Linked DNA regions of Mus musculus: regions 1, 2, 4 and 5 are each linked to region 3. Evidence: chromatin contacts called from public HiChIP or PLAC-seq data. All regions are on one chromosome and are shown on one strand. Each heading gives the region's core, a stretch centred on a gene start, on an enhancer-like site or on the middle of the called end of the contact. The rest is flanking DNA. Distances are from core to core; before and after follow the strand shown. Region 1 has its middle 18 kb from the start of Gm40113. Region 2 has its middle 6.3 kb from the start of Gm40110. Region 3 has its middle 20 kb from the start of Tspan2. Region 4 has its middle 48 kb from the start of A230001M10Rik. Region 5 has its middle 35 kb from the start of Gm40110.

Region 1 (2,700 bases), core at 197-2,696, 500 kb after region 3:
CTTGCTTAGAACAGGCAAAGCCCTTTGTGGCAATGGTATGACACTTACTTAGAACATGCAAGGCCCTAGGTTTCACTATCACCCTCGAAGGAAGATACACTCGTTTGCCCCTATTTGATTATTAGACTTCTGAAACCATGTGTAGGCGATATTTTTTAAATTTATTTTTATTAAGTTCTTATGCCTCTACCTCGCTTTCAACCTTTATCCACCCTAACCCCTCCCAACCCCGCACCAGCAGGTAGGAGAGAAAGCTTAGAGTGGGAAGGGGGCATAGACCTTTATATGCTACTCCTGCTGATGGGGCATTGGGTCCTTGGGGCAAGTCCAAGCTTTGTCATCAGGATAACTCCAACTTCTCATCTCTTTGCGCATGAACACTTGACAAACTGCAATGACAGCAACCAGGAGGAGAATGGGGAAGAACAGCCTCCTTCCTCTTTGGCATGCCTCTGGCTCTCTCCGGGTTCTGCATTTATACCCTCCAGAGTCCCCAGAATTAAACTATTTGCAGCTGGCAGAGATCACTCCCCTGCCAGTGCACAAGGCAAATCGTAAACACCAGCTGTGAAACAGCCGCTTATTCCACACCTGGGATTAAAACAAAAACATGTTCACATAACACAACTGTGTTTTGAAAGAAACCAAGATTCTCACTACAATCCATGGTCCCCAGGAACCCAGGCTCAGAGAAGGAAGAGGCCGGAGCGCTGTCATCAGTCAGAGAAAGAACTTGATTCCCAAGACAATAGTTCACGAGATTCTAACAACTGACCAGGCCACTTGGCAGGAAAGACTAGAGCAGAGACAAGGATGGATCAAAGTGGGGGGACCACTTCTTTATGTACGCCTCTTAACGTCTACTTAAACCTCGTGTCAGAACCCCAAATATGGACTTGGAAGAGGTCACTGGATCTCTTTGCCTGTCTTCCCAATGTGTGTACTTTAAATAAACCTCCTTTCTGTTTTGGGGGCATTGAGCACAGGAGGACAAGCCACGCTTGTGCAGCATTCAGGACCCAGGCTTTTGACCCTAACAATTCTGGCAACACTTCCTCTAACCAAGTCCTCCTACCTACTTCCTAGTTTCTGGCAAATGATGACTCTATCAACAGATTAATCCACCGAGTAGATGGCTCTTCATGGCAGTGGCTTCCCCAGAGCCCTACCTCTGAATACTGTAACAGGACCAAATCCCAACACAGAGGTAAAAAAAAAAAAAAATACACAGGAATATTACCAGGTATATGCATCCATAAAGCCCATTGCCTTAGCACATCTGTATTGTATTTCAAACTAAATGAGGAAACAGAGATTGGCAAAGTAATTGATTGACAGTTGTACCAGAGCTGGAGCAGGGGCGATGGACAGAGAGCTCAGAAGCCCTGTGAGTACACATGGAAATGAATGGAAATGTCCAAGCTCAGGATTAGCTTTAGGGAGAGAGATCAACTGTACTCAGGGTGAATCGAAGGGTGGGCAAAGGTCGTTGGTTGAAGGCTAATGACCTCACTAGCATGGGGAGGCTTTCCAGGAATCAGAGCTGCTTGCTGAATGGGCTCTTACTGGGAGAAAGGAAGCTGAACCTGTAACCTAACCAAGGCTATGTGATGTTCTGCAGGTAGAAGGTAGAAGAGTTTGAGCTCCCCAGACAAGGTCAGAGAAGAAGCCCTACAGACAAAGGGAGTCTGACATTTTGCACTGAGCTCAGGGCCTTCTGCTAATGTCAGACTTTGACCTTAGCAGCAAGGTTTCCCCATAGTACCACAATCTCAGTCCAAAGGCAACGGTCTAAAGCCCACTGGGGCAGCACATACCAGGTTCTACAGACTTACACAGGAAATGAGAATCACATCTTTCCTCGTCAGCCACGTTTGATCCACAGGGAAAAAAAAAGAGTTCAAAACCCGCCGCACTGAGAAAAGAGGACTGTCTGTCTGAGGAGGGAGTTTCAGAGCCAAATATAGGTTTGTTACATTATCTTTTTTGATCATTGTTAATTACTTAATAGACATTTTGATTGTTTGTTTATTTATTTGTTTGTTTGTTTGTTTTTTTGAAATAGGGTTTCTCTGTGTAACACTGGCTATCTTGGAACTCATTCTGTAGACCATACTGGCCTTGAATTCACAGATATCTGTTGGGAGCTATTAAGACAACACTATTGTCCTGATCTCTGAATTGGGCCTCCCCCACCCCAGAAGAAAAGAGGGTCAAAAGCGGGCCACCAACGCACTGCTCGGAGAACAACCACAGGTTGTTCCAGCCCTAAATCAGCGCCAGATGTCCTGACCACACCCTGATACCGCCAAGTTCCTGCTTCCCCATGTAACTGCTTAAAGAATGTGCAATTCTATTGCCGCACCCCTCCCGCTGATAAGTACCTGTACTTCCCCTTTTGCTTGTGCATTTAAACCTTGGGCCTGGCTAATACAGTGGAACCTTGATGTTACTCAGAATGTTTCCCTGTCGTTCTTTACACAAGGTTCTCGTCTCTCTCTACCCCCCTATTTGGTTCTTAGGAGAAGGTCCCCTCGAGACCCTCGAATAACTGGACCTGCTGGATGGGTCAGATATCCACCTGCTTCTGCATGCCAAGTGTTGGGATTAAAGACATGTGCTGCTACTACTACCACGCAGCAATGTCTTCCTAAGAGAGTGAATTAGATGAAATCCTGGAGTAGAATTTAAAAGAATGGT
Region 2 (2,906 bases), core at 212-2,711, 350 kb before region 3:
AGATACCCCATAGAGTATGTGAGGTGACACAGATGTGGGTCTCATAGGTGGTATACACAGCCATGAGTACACTGTCAGGTTTCTGCCATCTGACTGGCTAACAGTGTCCTCCAGCATTCTCCCCTTAGAATCCTAATCATAAGGATTAAGCAAAAAGTGAGACCTCAAGGGTAGTTTGGTCAGGAAGCATGGAATACACGTACTGTTCATGTAGATAGAGACCTATATGTGGTTAAAATTTCATCTGTAAAGACAGGGGCGCTATTGCAGATGTTCCACTCCCTAATATAAAGCATAGCCAGATCCTGTCCTCTTAGCCAGGCTTCATGCTAAGCACATTGCTAGGAGTGTCTCATTGAAGTGTCTCATCCAAGCTTTATCGAGTAGGTAAACTAGGTATTACCCCTAGTTTACAGGCAATAAAAGCCAAAGTTAAGTAGTCACCTACATCATCGAGTTGAAAAAATGATCAAGATAGGATCAAAGGCCATAAATATGACCCTGAACTAATACTATAGCCACATATAGGTTCCCTTATTAATTAAATTAAATAGATTTTAGATGTATGTTCAGCACCAAAACCAAGCACTTGGCTAAGATCCATTAGTGGTCAGTAAATGGCTCGATGGCAGCATGTTATCATGCCACAATAACAAGCATTTTATCTTGTATCATGCGTGAGTATAAGAAAAATGGTTCACTTAGTAAGATGCAGGGATTTCATAACAGAATAATTCCCAACCTCTCGGTGAATGATAGATAATTTTAGGAGGTTGTAGCCAGGATAAATGAAAGATCCAGGACCAAGTCCTTCACATGCTAAGCTGTAGGGCTTCACTAGCAGTCCTTTTTGGAGTCCCTTGGATAGCAACATTAAATTAAATTAATTAATTACTATTATACATTTTTCTTTAATAAAGATTACTCTTCCAGTATATAAATAATACAAAAATTTGGAAACTGCAGTAAAGTAGTAAGAAAAGAAATCAAGACAATTTTACTGTTTGACAGGCAATTTATTAACTTTTTTTTGTAATAAAATTGAGATTTTTTTAAATTTGATTTCCTGATAGCATGAGTGACCTTCAAATTCCCATGTACCTGAGTCACCAGATTTCTAAATCTGGTCCCTTTGACCAGGGGCACAGAGAGGGCCTATGATTGGCTGATGCTTAACCCTGAGTCTCAGGGGTACAGTAAGATAGATACTGGCAGGGCAGTGGCCAGCCAGGCTTCTCTGGACAGGATGACAGAGGCCTTGCTATCTCAGGGAAAAAATGCTCAGCACTGAGCCAGTATTCTGCACAAGGGTCGACCCAGTCCAGAAGGAAGTTTTCCTGGGCCCCGTTCCCACTCTCGTGGTCACATCACGGTGACACAGCAGGAAGCTGCGCCTCCCCAGAGCCCAGGTCTCTCACAGGAAAGTGCTGTCAGGGGTTTCCACATGGCCATCAGTCCAGGCACGTGGGGTTAGCAGCAGCATTCCAGCCTGCACTGTTTATCCACAGGCTGGACTGGGGCCTCAGGACTGGGCTAGGGCACTTCCTCCATGCCATTCTGATGCACTGCTGAAGCCTACTGTGGGGACAAATACCAGATCTGTGCTGAGCCTTACCAGACAGATTTCTTTGTGTTGATGTGAAAACCCACCTTTCAAGATGTTGCTAAAAATGACAGACATGAAGAAGTGTGTAATTGGGCTTTTTACCATTTTGTGGATTCTTTTTCTTTCCCACCTGTCTCCACCCCTCTCCTTCCACACTTTCAATCCCTTAACATTAGGTAGGAGAGAAAAAAAGTCAGAGGGAAAAGGGGGTGATGACATGGTTAGATTACTCCTTGACTCCTTGATACCTAGGGGTGTTGAGTTCCTTGGGGCAAGTTTGATTTTTGCTGTCCGGGTATCTAATTTCTTCTTTTCGTCCCTTCATACATGACTTGACAAACCTCAACAAACTGCACCTAACAGCAACCACCTACCAACCGGCCAACCAGCAGCAGCCCCTTCTATGGGGAAGGGGGTGGCTCTAGCATTTGTATATCCTCTGAAAAGTCCCCTGAATTTCAAATGTCACACACTCACAGAAATCATCTGCAGCTGGCAAAACCACGCCCTTGCTAGAGCACAAGGCAAATCACAGTCACCTGCTGTGAAGCAGCCCATATCACCATACCTGGGATTAAAACAAAAACATACGTATATTCTGCGGGTGTTTGTTTGTTTGTTTGTTTTTTAAGAAACCAAAATTCTCGCTGCAGAAATGTATCTTCCAACTGAAAGAAATATGTCTTAAAGCCTTGGGCATCTTCCTTTTGCTGGATATTGCCCCATGGCCTGAGTGAAAAGGGCTCTCTTGTGCACTGGTCTTATCTCCAGAAAGAATTCTGCTGTCTGTGGATGCTGTAATGCCAGGCAAGAGTGTTGGAATCTAGTCTGTCATCCTGGGTTGACCTGCATGTTGCTCAAGAGTGGAAGCACAGAGATAGAGGGAAGTGTAGAGGAGGGATCGAGAAGTTCTCTCAGCTCCCACATCCAGTGCTGGGAATTGACTGTCATCTTACTTCTTTGAGTTCTTGGCTTCCTCCCAGGTTTCTTTCTTCCAATAGGCTACTTTTTTTTCTCATTGATGCTGTCAGTCCAAGGTCATTAAGTAAACATGATAATGAGCTTTCTGAACCATAGGATTCTAAGACCCCATTTGAGTCCTCTTTATTTCAGGTGACATTTTATTACCTCACCATCTTTGGAGCCTGTAGACCTGTATGCATTATGTTCAGGAACTCAGGTAATCAGAGTGGCAGCCTACTACAACCAGCTATGGGTGTTATCTGACTGTCTAGGAAGTTATTTGGGGAATAATACAATATAATACATTCTAAGGTGTGCCAGCAGAGCTGAAGGGATA
Region 3 (2,700 bases), core at 178-2,677:
TAATACCTTCATGGAGCTGCCTGAATCCTTTACCTCTCTGCCTGACCAGAAGCTGCCCTTGTGCTGGGTAAAGCACAAATCACCTGTGGGAAACATCGTCCAGAATACAGCGTCAGCCCCAGCCTCATCTCCAACACTGTAGACACCCAACACACTGCAGATGTGATAAGTGGGGGGGGGGGATCACAAACCATGTCATAATGCAGACAAAGACAAAATAAAATGTTTGCTTAGAATCTACAGATGCTCGGGGCCTGCTGAGTGACACAGGCCATTGGAAAGCCGGAGTCTCTGAGCCATCTCTGTGCGCTCCTGGCTGAATCCCTCCCTGGCACACACAGTTTGAAGTATTGAGGGGACGGCCCAGGGACTGGCAGCCAGCTATTTATATTCTAGCTGGAGCAGAAGCAATGCACCCTGGGAGAGAGTCCCGAGTAGTACCTATGGGGGTAAGAAAGGCTTGAGTCACACAAATGAGGAGGAACCCAAGAGACAGTGCGTGCTTACAATATAGAGTAGTGGGCGGTGGCCTTTATTCTTTGGAAAGAAGCTTTGGGGAACCTATGACCTCTAGGACTTTAAGAACATGGGAACCTGAAAGGCAAGGAAAACAAGAAGCCCAGACAAGAGACGGAGCATGAGCTGAAGATGTAGACGCCTCCTAAGGCGGTGGCTCTCAGCCTTCCTGATGCTGTGACCCTTTAATACAGTTCCTCGTGGTGTGGTGACCCCCAGCCATAAAATTATTTTATTGCTACTTTATGACTTTAATTTTGCTATCTTTATGAATTGTAATGTAAATTTCTACGTCTTCCCATGGTCTTCTGCGACCCTGCGAAAGGGGTTGAGTCTCTATTCAAAGGCTGAGAGCCCCTGCCCTAAGGGCTGAGACAAGCCTCTGAAGCTGGTAACAGGAGCCCAGGACCACTGCTCTAGGACAGTTCAGCAATGTAAATAAGAAGGAAACTTAGCCTCTCCAACCCTGAGGACCTCAAGTGGCCGGTAGCTCTCAGTAGACTGATGAAACCCTTCCACTTCCTCAGCCCTGAAGGGACTCCAGTCTCTGGTGACCTGCTGTAAAAAGCCTGAGAGTGTCAAGGCACCTAAGGTGGATTCAGCTCCCACCGCGATCAGAAGTATCCATGCTGCCTGCTCAGAGGAGGCCAGGAAGGCTGGGAGTGGCCTTAACAAAAGGCCCAAGTTCTCAGAAATTAGAAAGCATTGCGTGCTAAACCACGTTGATTGCTCCATAAACCGACTCCCTTAATGCATAAACAGCAGTGTGAACTGAGCACTGATGGCTACCGATCTTGGACCCACTCGCGTGGACAGTCAATGTCTTGTTGAGGAGACGTGAGACAAGCACTCCCAGACAATGAGTTCTTGAGTTCATGAGATACACGCAACTTGTCAAGTCCTTGCAATGCTTCTTTCTGACAGCAGGGGGGAGCCAACACCTGGTAAACGCCCGGGCACACTAAACCTTGCCGGTGCAGAAGAAACTGCCAAAGAAACAACCAGGAAATGATACCTTGGAAAGAACTGAAACCCAAGCAGGCTGGAAATGGAGGCAGCTCAGGCCCAGGTTTTGTAGGTGTTGCGGCCAAGATTATCGATCCCCCGAGTAAAGCAAATGTCAGCTGGGGAAGTCCAGGCTGGCCTTTAGGGTGACTGTTGCTCCGTATCTTACTCTAGCACCACAGACAAACACAATCTATTTCCTCTTTCTTTCTGTCGTGTCTGAGCTCACTCCGGTCAGGGCTAAGCCAAGCTCAGAAGAGGCAAAGACCTCAGGAAGGAAGTGGAAGGGGATTGGCTGGCTTCTTCCAGTTCAGCCTTACTGCTTGTCACTAACGTGTCTCCTCATATTCAAATTCCAACCATCCGGCTTTCTCCTCTTACTGCAGTATGTGGAAGTGTTCTACCTGGAAGAGAAAAGCTCAGGCGATCTCTCTATGCTCCCATTTTCTCCTTTGTGAAAGGAATATAAATATAAATATATTCGATGACAAAAAAGAAACCTGGACCGTGAGAGGCACGCCTCCAAGAGGTGAGAACAGAAGAAGCTACGAGAGCCTCCTTCTATCTCAGGTGTCCACCTCTGCCAGAAAGGGAGCCGGAGCTGAGCACTGGACCGACAGCCGACAGGCCTCGCGCTGGTCCCAGCTCTGCCTTTAATACCTTCATAGAGCTGGCTGAATCCTTTACCTCTTAGCATGACCAGAAGCTGTCCCTGTTCTGGGACCAGAGGAAGGCAAATGTGGGAACCCCGTGAGAGCACAGGCTCTTAGCTGTGTGACCTTGAATGTGTTGCTTAACCTTTCCTAGCCTCAGGTTCCTCTTCATCAAACGAGAAGTGGGGGGATGGAATGAGATGAGATTTAGTGGGTCCTTAGTGGTGACAAGTGATAGCATATCCCCTCACCACATTAAATAATAGATGGAGGCGCACCAGTTGGCTGGTGCCTGCAAAGTGTCAGGCATTATAATGAATTTCAAAAGTCATAAAATGATAAATTTTTTTGGATTTTATGCTCATTTAGCAGTTTTCTGCTTGCTTTGACAGTCATTTCTTTGCACATTTACCAGAAACAGGTAATATTCAGCAAGACACACTTCACTATCATTTAAAGGATGAAAATACTAAGATTCAAGGAGATTAAATGAATTAGCTAAAGTCCAGCCACTCAGGAAAAGAAC
Region 4 (2,700 bases), core at 65-2,564, 400 kb before region 3:
ATATACATCTCTATATAAAAATTTTAAAATTATTGTTTGCAATAAGTGCACTGCCTGAATGTGTGTATGTGTACCATAGGTATATACTGCACTTATTGATGTCAGAAGAGGGTATTGGATACCATGGAGTTACACACAGCTGTGAGCTGCCATGTAGGAGCTGAGAAACAGAGCCCCAGGTCATCTGTAAAAATAACTAACTCTATCAACCACAGAGCCAACTCTCCAACTCTGTTCTTCCATCTAAGTTTAGTCAGAGAGTAAGGATTCCCACTAGGAAAAATAGGCTCCTGGGATAGAGATATGACCTGAGAGTGACCCATCTCATTGCACTCTCGCTGACCGAAGTGGAAATCCCCAGGCCCTACTGTCCACAGCACTAGAGGTCCCTGTCCCAGCCCAAGGACAATGTAACCATGGCAATCCTTGGTGCCATCTAAAAGAAGTCAATCGCAGGGAGTGTAAGAAGAGGGTTAGGGCTGTTTGAGAATGGATGTTATCTGACTTCCCACAGATTTACATTCAGTTCAAAGCCCTGAGGACCCCTGTGTGAAAAACAGTGCATTAGGGAAAGAGGATGAGAAGAAACGAGGATTGGGTGGGAAAGGACATGGGCCAGGGAAGAGAGAGCAGAGGCAAGAGGAGCCGTGGAGACTGGGAAGTCCAAAAGAGGCAAAGGCTTTCTGTGGGGTTAACGTTCCTTGCGGGACCTTGGTCGGCTCCAAGCGTGCTCCGCCCCTAGGTGGTGCTGTGTAGTCAGCAAGAGCAGGAAACAACCATTGTTGGAAGCAAGATATTTCTCTTTGATACGAGGGCTGGCTGGACTCTGCTCTCCCATACTACTCTAGATGAACCCAGGAGTTGGTCCCTGTCTGCCTCCATTCTCCTTACTCTTATCCCATCCTCTAGGAACTTTCTGGATACTGCGTCCTGGATGCTCTCAAGAAATCCATTAAATGGGCAGTGTTACCTTTTATTATCTTTTATCCGTAGATGAAAATAACGTGCCCGAAACTCGGAGTGAGAAGCTCAAAGTTTCTCTGCCCGGAGAAGGTTTAAATTCAGATCTGGGGACAATTTACGAGCCTACGGGGTTAGCTCATGCTGGACTCCCGAAGGCCACCTCTGGGACTCTGAACCTCGCTGGTGTATCTTTCCTGCGGGCTTACATGGGGCCAGCCTGGCGGCCACCTGGCTCTCTATCAATCAAGCAGCCTTGATGGAGCGGGGACCACATTGTGTACAGAGCCCTGCCCCAGCCCTTGGCAGAGGGAGTCACAGGTGGCTTGTCAGGAGGGAGGTGGATTACTGTGAGTCATTCCTTCCCCAAGGAACCTATGGCAGATTCCTTGCTCATTGGTCACTAGGGTGACACAGCTGAGTGTGAGTAACCAGAGAGGGGGAGGGGCAAAAGGGAAGAAGAGCGGGAACTCTCTAAATCATCGCAGCTGTGAGGCATCCTAAAACAAGGAAGGTTTCTTTTCCAGTTCAATTTAAACCTGTCAAGACCTGTGGACGTTACAGGCCAATGACCCAAGAAGTAAATGGAATTTTTATATAATTATTAATTGGCACCGAAATTGTACAAATTCCGAATTAAAAAATATATATTAGTCAATGTTATTAGGGTGTAACAGTAATCTTTAAAAAGAAAACATAGCTGTAGAGAGCATTGACGAATGTATTCCACATTGGGGGTGGTGAAAAGCAGAAAGGAAGAGGAAACAGAAGCAGAGGAAAAGAAGGGAGAGAAAAGAGAAAGGAAAAAATCTGCCCTGGGGGTCCCACTGGGCTATGTGTCTGGCCCTGGGACCTCTGGCCTCTGCTTTGTCTATTTCTCCTCTACATGGCTACAGGTTTTCTCTCTCTGCATTCATATTTTGCCAGGTGCTTAACATAGAGGCAGACACACAAGACTTCTAAAAGGCACTTGCCTATCAACACTGCTATCAAACTTGCAGGGAAAGAAAACAGGATTCAAAGGTGTATTATTTTTCCCCATGCTTACTGGCAGCAAGCATAGTGATTTTTCACTGTGCTTTAAAAAAAAAAAAAGATTGATTGGTTAATTATCAATTCAGGTTATAACCTGCACCAAGCACTTCTTTAGACAGTTACTAAGTGGCTGAGTGAGTTTTCTGGAGTTGAGTAGATATGGGATAGAGGCAAGCCAACTGCAAGTTTGATAGCAGTGTTGATAGGCAAGTGCCTTTTAGAAGTCTTGTGTGTCTGCCTCTATGTTAAGCACCTGGCAAGTTGCAGAAGTAATAAAGAAAGAATTAAGGAGAAAAACGAGATCGAGATGATATATAATTATGCTTCCTTACCTTTAAGCTCTTCAAGGCTCATCAAACAAAGGGCACGCTCATCTTGCACGAGGAAAAGAGGGCCGCTTCTGATACATCTGGTGAATTCATCTGTTGTCAGAGAAGGTGCAGCCAAGGGTCCAGAGGAATGACCTTCTCTAGGCTCTTTCTGCAAACTGTCTGCGTTTTATCAATGGTCTTGACTTCATAAAACAAAACAGCATGAGAGGCAGTTATCCAAGCGCGTGAGCTTCCAACTGTCAGGATACAGACAGGCAAGAGTCCTGGAGGCAAGCAGCCTGTGACCTCAGACATAGGAGGCCCTCAGATTCATTTGCTTCGGGTGTTGAAATCAAGCAAGAAAGCAGTTACTGTTGAGTGTTAGTGCTATTCC
Region 5 (2,700 bases), core at 18-2,517, 380 kb before region 3:
GTGCTCACATGACTACTCAGCACTGTAGGTGACTTGCAGTGTCCTGGAGAGTGGCTTCACAACCTATCTCTCGTTATAGCAACTTAATTCTGTCCCCATCCCATGGAACCTGTATGTGAGGGGGTTCAGTATAGAAACTGCTGACATGACCAGTCCATGATACGGGTAAAGTTTTTATTGTGGATATAAGAGAAAAAAAAACAAAAAACAAAAACAGAGGCATCTGGAAGATTCCAGAGCATAAAGAAAGAAGCAGACTGGATATGGCCAGGGATAGGAAACTATAAGAATGGAAGACAATAGAGAAGATGGGGAGATGAAAAGAGAGCGAGAGAATGGGGGGGGAGACAGAGGCAGACAGACAGACAGACAGACTGACTGACTGACTGACTGATAGAGAGGAAGGGAGGGAGGGAGGGAGAAAGAGCGAGAGAGAGAGAGAGAGAGAGAGAGAGAGAGGTGGGAAGAAGGGAGGGAGGGAGGGAGAGCAAGAGAATAGTAAGAAAAAGAGAATAAGTGTAGAGAAGAAAGGTTTCTAAGGAAGGTGCGCAGCTGCAGTCAGGGAGAGGCAAGGAGACCGGTGCAGTGGCTAGCTTTTATGTAACAGTAAATCCTCTCATAGTCCAGATAGAGCTGGGCCTATACTCAAGTTTGGACAAGTCGCTGTAGAGCATCCTAGTTTCTGTTACAAGTTGACTGTTGTGAGGCTTCCTGGTATGTGTGTGTGTGGTTTTGTGTGTGTATATGAGTTTGCGCGTGTGTGCACGCGTGCGCACACACACACACACACACACACACACACACACACACACAAAAGAATGGATTTCCTAAGCTATCCTCAGTGATAATGAGGATAATTTTCTTACTCCTGTAGTGCCTGACTGAACAGTGCAAAGAGGGCTGAATGGGCAGTGACTCCAGACAGCTGTGTCAGGAGGTGAATGGAAGTGTGGGTGTGAGTGCACGGGGGGGGGGGGGTGTCAGGGAGTGGCTGCTGTTGTTGTGTGTGCACTGGAGTGGGCTCCATGCACACAGGGCTCATGAACGTCCCCCCAGGATCCTCTCTGCCCCCTCACTCTGTAAGGCTTTTGATCACCAGCCACAGCTAGATTTCAACTGCAATAACCCTTGGCATGAGTAAGCTAGAGCCTCTCACCCAAATCTAAGCCACTTTCATTTCTGTTCTCTGATCTCATCTGTCTCGGGTGCCTGGTGTGTCATTAACACGTGCAGCATGAGCTGTCACGGCACTCACCTCCGTAAGTGTGAGAACTTGGAGAAACGTGAATGAGAGGTATAGAGTAATAAAGGCCCGTTCTGGGCCAAGTGCTGGGGCTAGGCCCTGAGTGTGTGCCAATGAGTCACCCCCTCCCTGCCCTGCATGCTTAACTGTCCAACTCGGGAGCAGGAGCTGCCGATGACGAATGGTGACTTGGAGGAGAAGGTAGAATTCCTCCAGGTGCAGCAGGAAAAGCAGGCCCCTGGAGGCCCCGGGAGAGCATGGGGTGGGCGGGCGTGATAAAAGGTGCTGAGTTTCTTGGTGGGTGGCAGGGAACTGACAGCCACCTGTCCACCTACAGTGCTGTTCACTTTGGCTAAGAAATCCATCACACCAGAATCACTTAGAGAAATGTTAGAAAATCAGACTCTAGAGAGGTTGAGACCACAGCCGAAGGCTTCCCTCAGCCTCCCTCAGACAGTGTCTGAAGTGAGGCAACAGAATTCACTGTAGGGCTGAGAAATGCCTGGACTATACAAAATGGGCTCACAGGCATCATGTTGTTCCCTAACTATGTTAGCAAGAGCCAGATGGGATGTGTGCTCACCCATAGGTGCTGGAGCTATGGCTTCGAGACTCCTGTCTCAGCAAGGATAGGCACAGCGAGAATTAGAAGAGGCCTTGTTCTCCATAAGCCTGTGAGGAGGAGGGCACCAGGTGAGCACTTGGCACTCTGTTGTCACCGTGGTAGCCAGAGCTAGCACGGGGCTATTTGAAAAGAACATTTCAGACAGGCAAGAGGCCCTGGTGGAAGTAAGAATACCTCAGTCCCACTTGGGAGGGAGAAGAAAGCAATCATGGGGGCAGAGGGAGGAAGAAACCCAGGTAGAAGAGAGGACAGGGAGGGGAAGAGGGGAACATGGTCAGGTATGGGGGGGGGGACAGAACTGAAGTCCTGAGGGCCAGCAGAAAGAATGGAAACAGGCGACCTTGGGAGGTAGGAGGTGGGGGGACCCTCTAGAATGTACCAGAGACCTGGGAGGTGAGAGACTCTCAGGACTCAAAGGGAGGGACCTGAGATGAAATACCCTACAGTGGGGAGAGGGAACTTGTGGAGCCCACCTCCAGTGGAAGGATAGGGTATCAAATGGAGGGATGGGGTTGCTATCCCACAGTCAGAACTCTGACCCAGAATTGTTCCTGTCTGAAAGAACTGCAGGGATGGAGATGGAGAAGAGTTTGAGGGAAAAGAGGTCCAGTGACCAGCCCAACTTGGAATCCAGCTCAAGGGGAGGCTCCAAGACCTAACACTATACTGGTGCTATGGTTTGCTTACAGACAGGAGCCTAGCATGACTGTCCCTTGAGAGGCCCAACAAGCAGCTGAAAGACTTAGATGCACCCAACCATGGACAGAAGCCAGTGACCCCTGTGGTTGAGTTAGGGAAAGGCTGGAAGAAACTGAGGAGGAGGGCGACCCCA

Evidence for each region. HiChIP or PLAC-seq counts read pairs in DNA pulled down with a chosen protein or histone mark.
Region 1: a contact with region 3 is called in an H3K4me3 HiChIP or PLAC-seq map of bone marrow-derived macrophages, with 7 times the contacts expected there. The contact joins two enhancer-like sites. A contact is called at or near these places in 2 of 115 datasets of contacts at active chromatin or transcription factors (bone marrow-derived macrophages and extraembryonic endoderm stem cells).
Region 2: a FOXA1 HiChIP or PLAC-seq map of pancreatic cancer cells shows a contact between it and region 3. The contact joins two enhancer-like sites.
Region 4: a FOXA1 HiChIP or PLAC-seq map of pancreatic cancer cells shows a contact between it and region 3. The contact joins two enhancer-like sites. A contact is called at or near these places in 1 of 15 datasets of contacts at CTCF or cohesin (the NIH/3T3 cell line), 1 of 484 Hi-C or Micro-C datasets (cranial neural crest), 2 of 115 datasets of contacts at active chromatin or transcription factors (embryonic stem cells and pancreatic cancer cells) and 1 of 9 other capture datasets (embryonic stem cells).
Region 5: a contact with region 3 is called in a FOXA1 HiChIP or PLAC-seq map of pancreatic cancer cells. The contact joins two enhancer-like sites. A contact is called at or near these places in 1 of 484 Hi-C or Micro-C datasets (cranial neural crest), 3 of 115 datasets of contacts at active chromatin or transcription factors (embryonic stem cells and pancreatic cancer cells) and 1 of 9 other capture datasets (embryonic stem cells).

The regions. Positions count from the first base shown.
Region 1 is chr3:103,213,310-103,216,009 of GRCm38.p6, forward strand. No RefSeq gene overlaps it. Among named protein-coding and RNA genes, the nearest start is that of Gm40113, 18 kb to the left of the region's middle. Within about 2 kb of position 1,447, at least 26 of the 459 cell types and tissues checked have an H3K27ac peak or open chromatin away from gene starts, as enhancers often do. A contact at or near this core is called in bone marrow-derived macrophages, where this site is marked.
Region 2 is chr3:102,365,005-102,367,910 of GRCm38.p6, forward strand. No RefSeq gene overlaps it. Among named protein-coding and RNA genes, the nearest start is that of Gm40110, 6.3 kb to the right of the region's middle. Within about 2 kb of position 1,462, at least 54 of the 459 cell types and tissues checked have an H3K27ac peak or open chromatin away from gene starts, as enhancers often do. A contact at or near this core is called in pancreatic cancer cells, where this site is marked.
Region 3 is chr3:102,713,739-102,716,438 of GRCm38.p6, forward strand. No RefSeq gene overlaps it. Among named protein-coding and RNA genes, the nearest start is that of Tspan2, 20 kb to the right of the region's middle. Within about 2 kb of position 1,428, at least 195 of the 459 cell types and tissues checked have an H3K27ac peak or open chromatin away from gene starts, as enhancers often do. A contact at or near this core is called in bone marrow-derived macrophages and pancreatic cancer cells, where this site is marked.
Region 4 is chr3:102,309,182-102,311,881 of GRCm38.p6, forward strand. No RefSeq gene overlaps it. Among named protein-coding and RNA genes, the nearest start is that of A230001M10Rik, 48 kb to the left of the region's middle. Within about 2 kb of position 1,315, at least 56 of the 459 cell types and tissues checked have an H3K27ac peak or open chromatin away from gene starts, as enhancers often do. A contact at or near this core is called in pancreatic cancer cells, where this site is marked.
Region 5 is chr3:102,336,869-102,339,568 of GRCm38.p6, forward strand. No RefSeq gene overlaps it. Among named protein-coding and RNA genes, the nearest start is that of Gm40110, 35 kb to the right of the region's middle. Within about 2 kb of position 1,268, at least 57 of the 459 cell types and tissues checked have an H3K27ac peak or open chromatin away from gene starts, as enhancers often do. A contact at or near this core is called in pancreatic cancer cells, where this site is marked.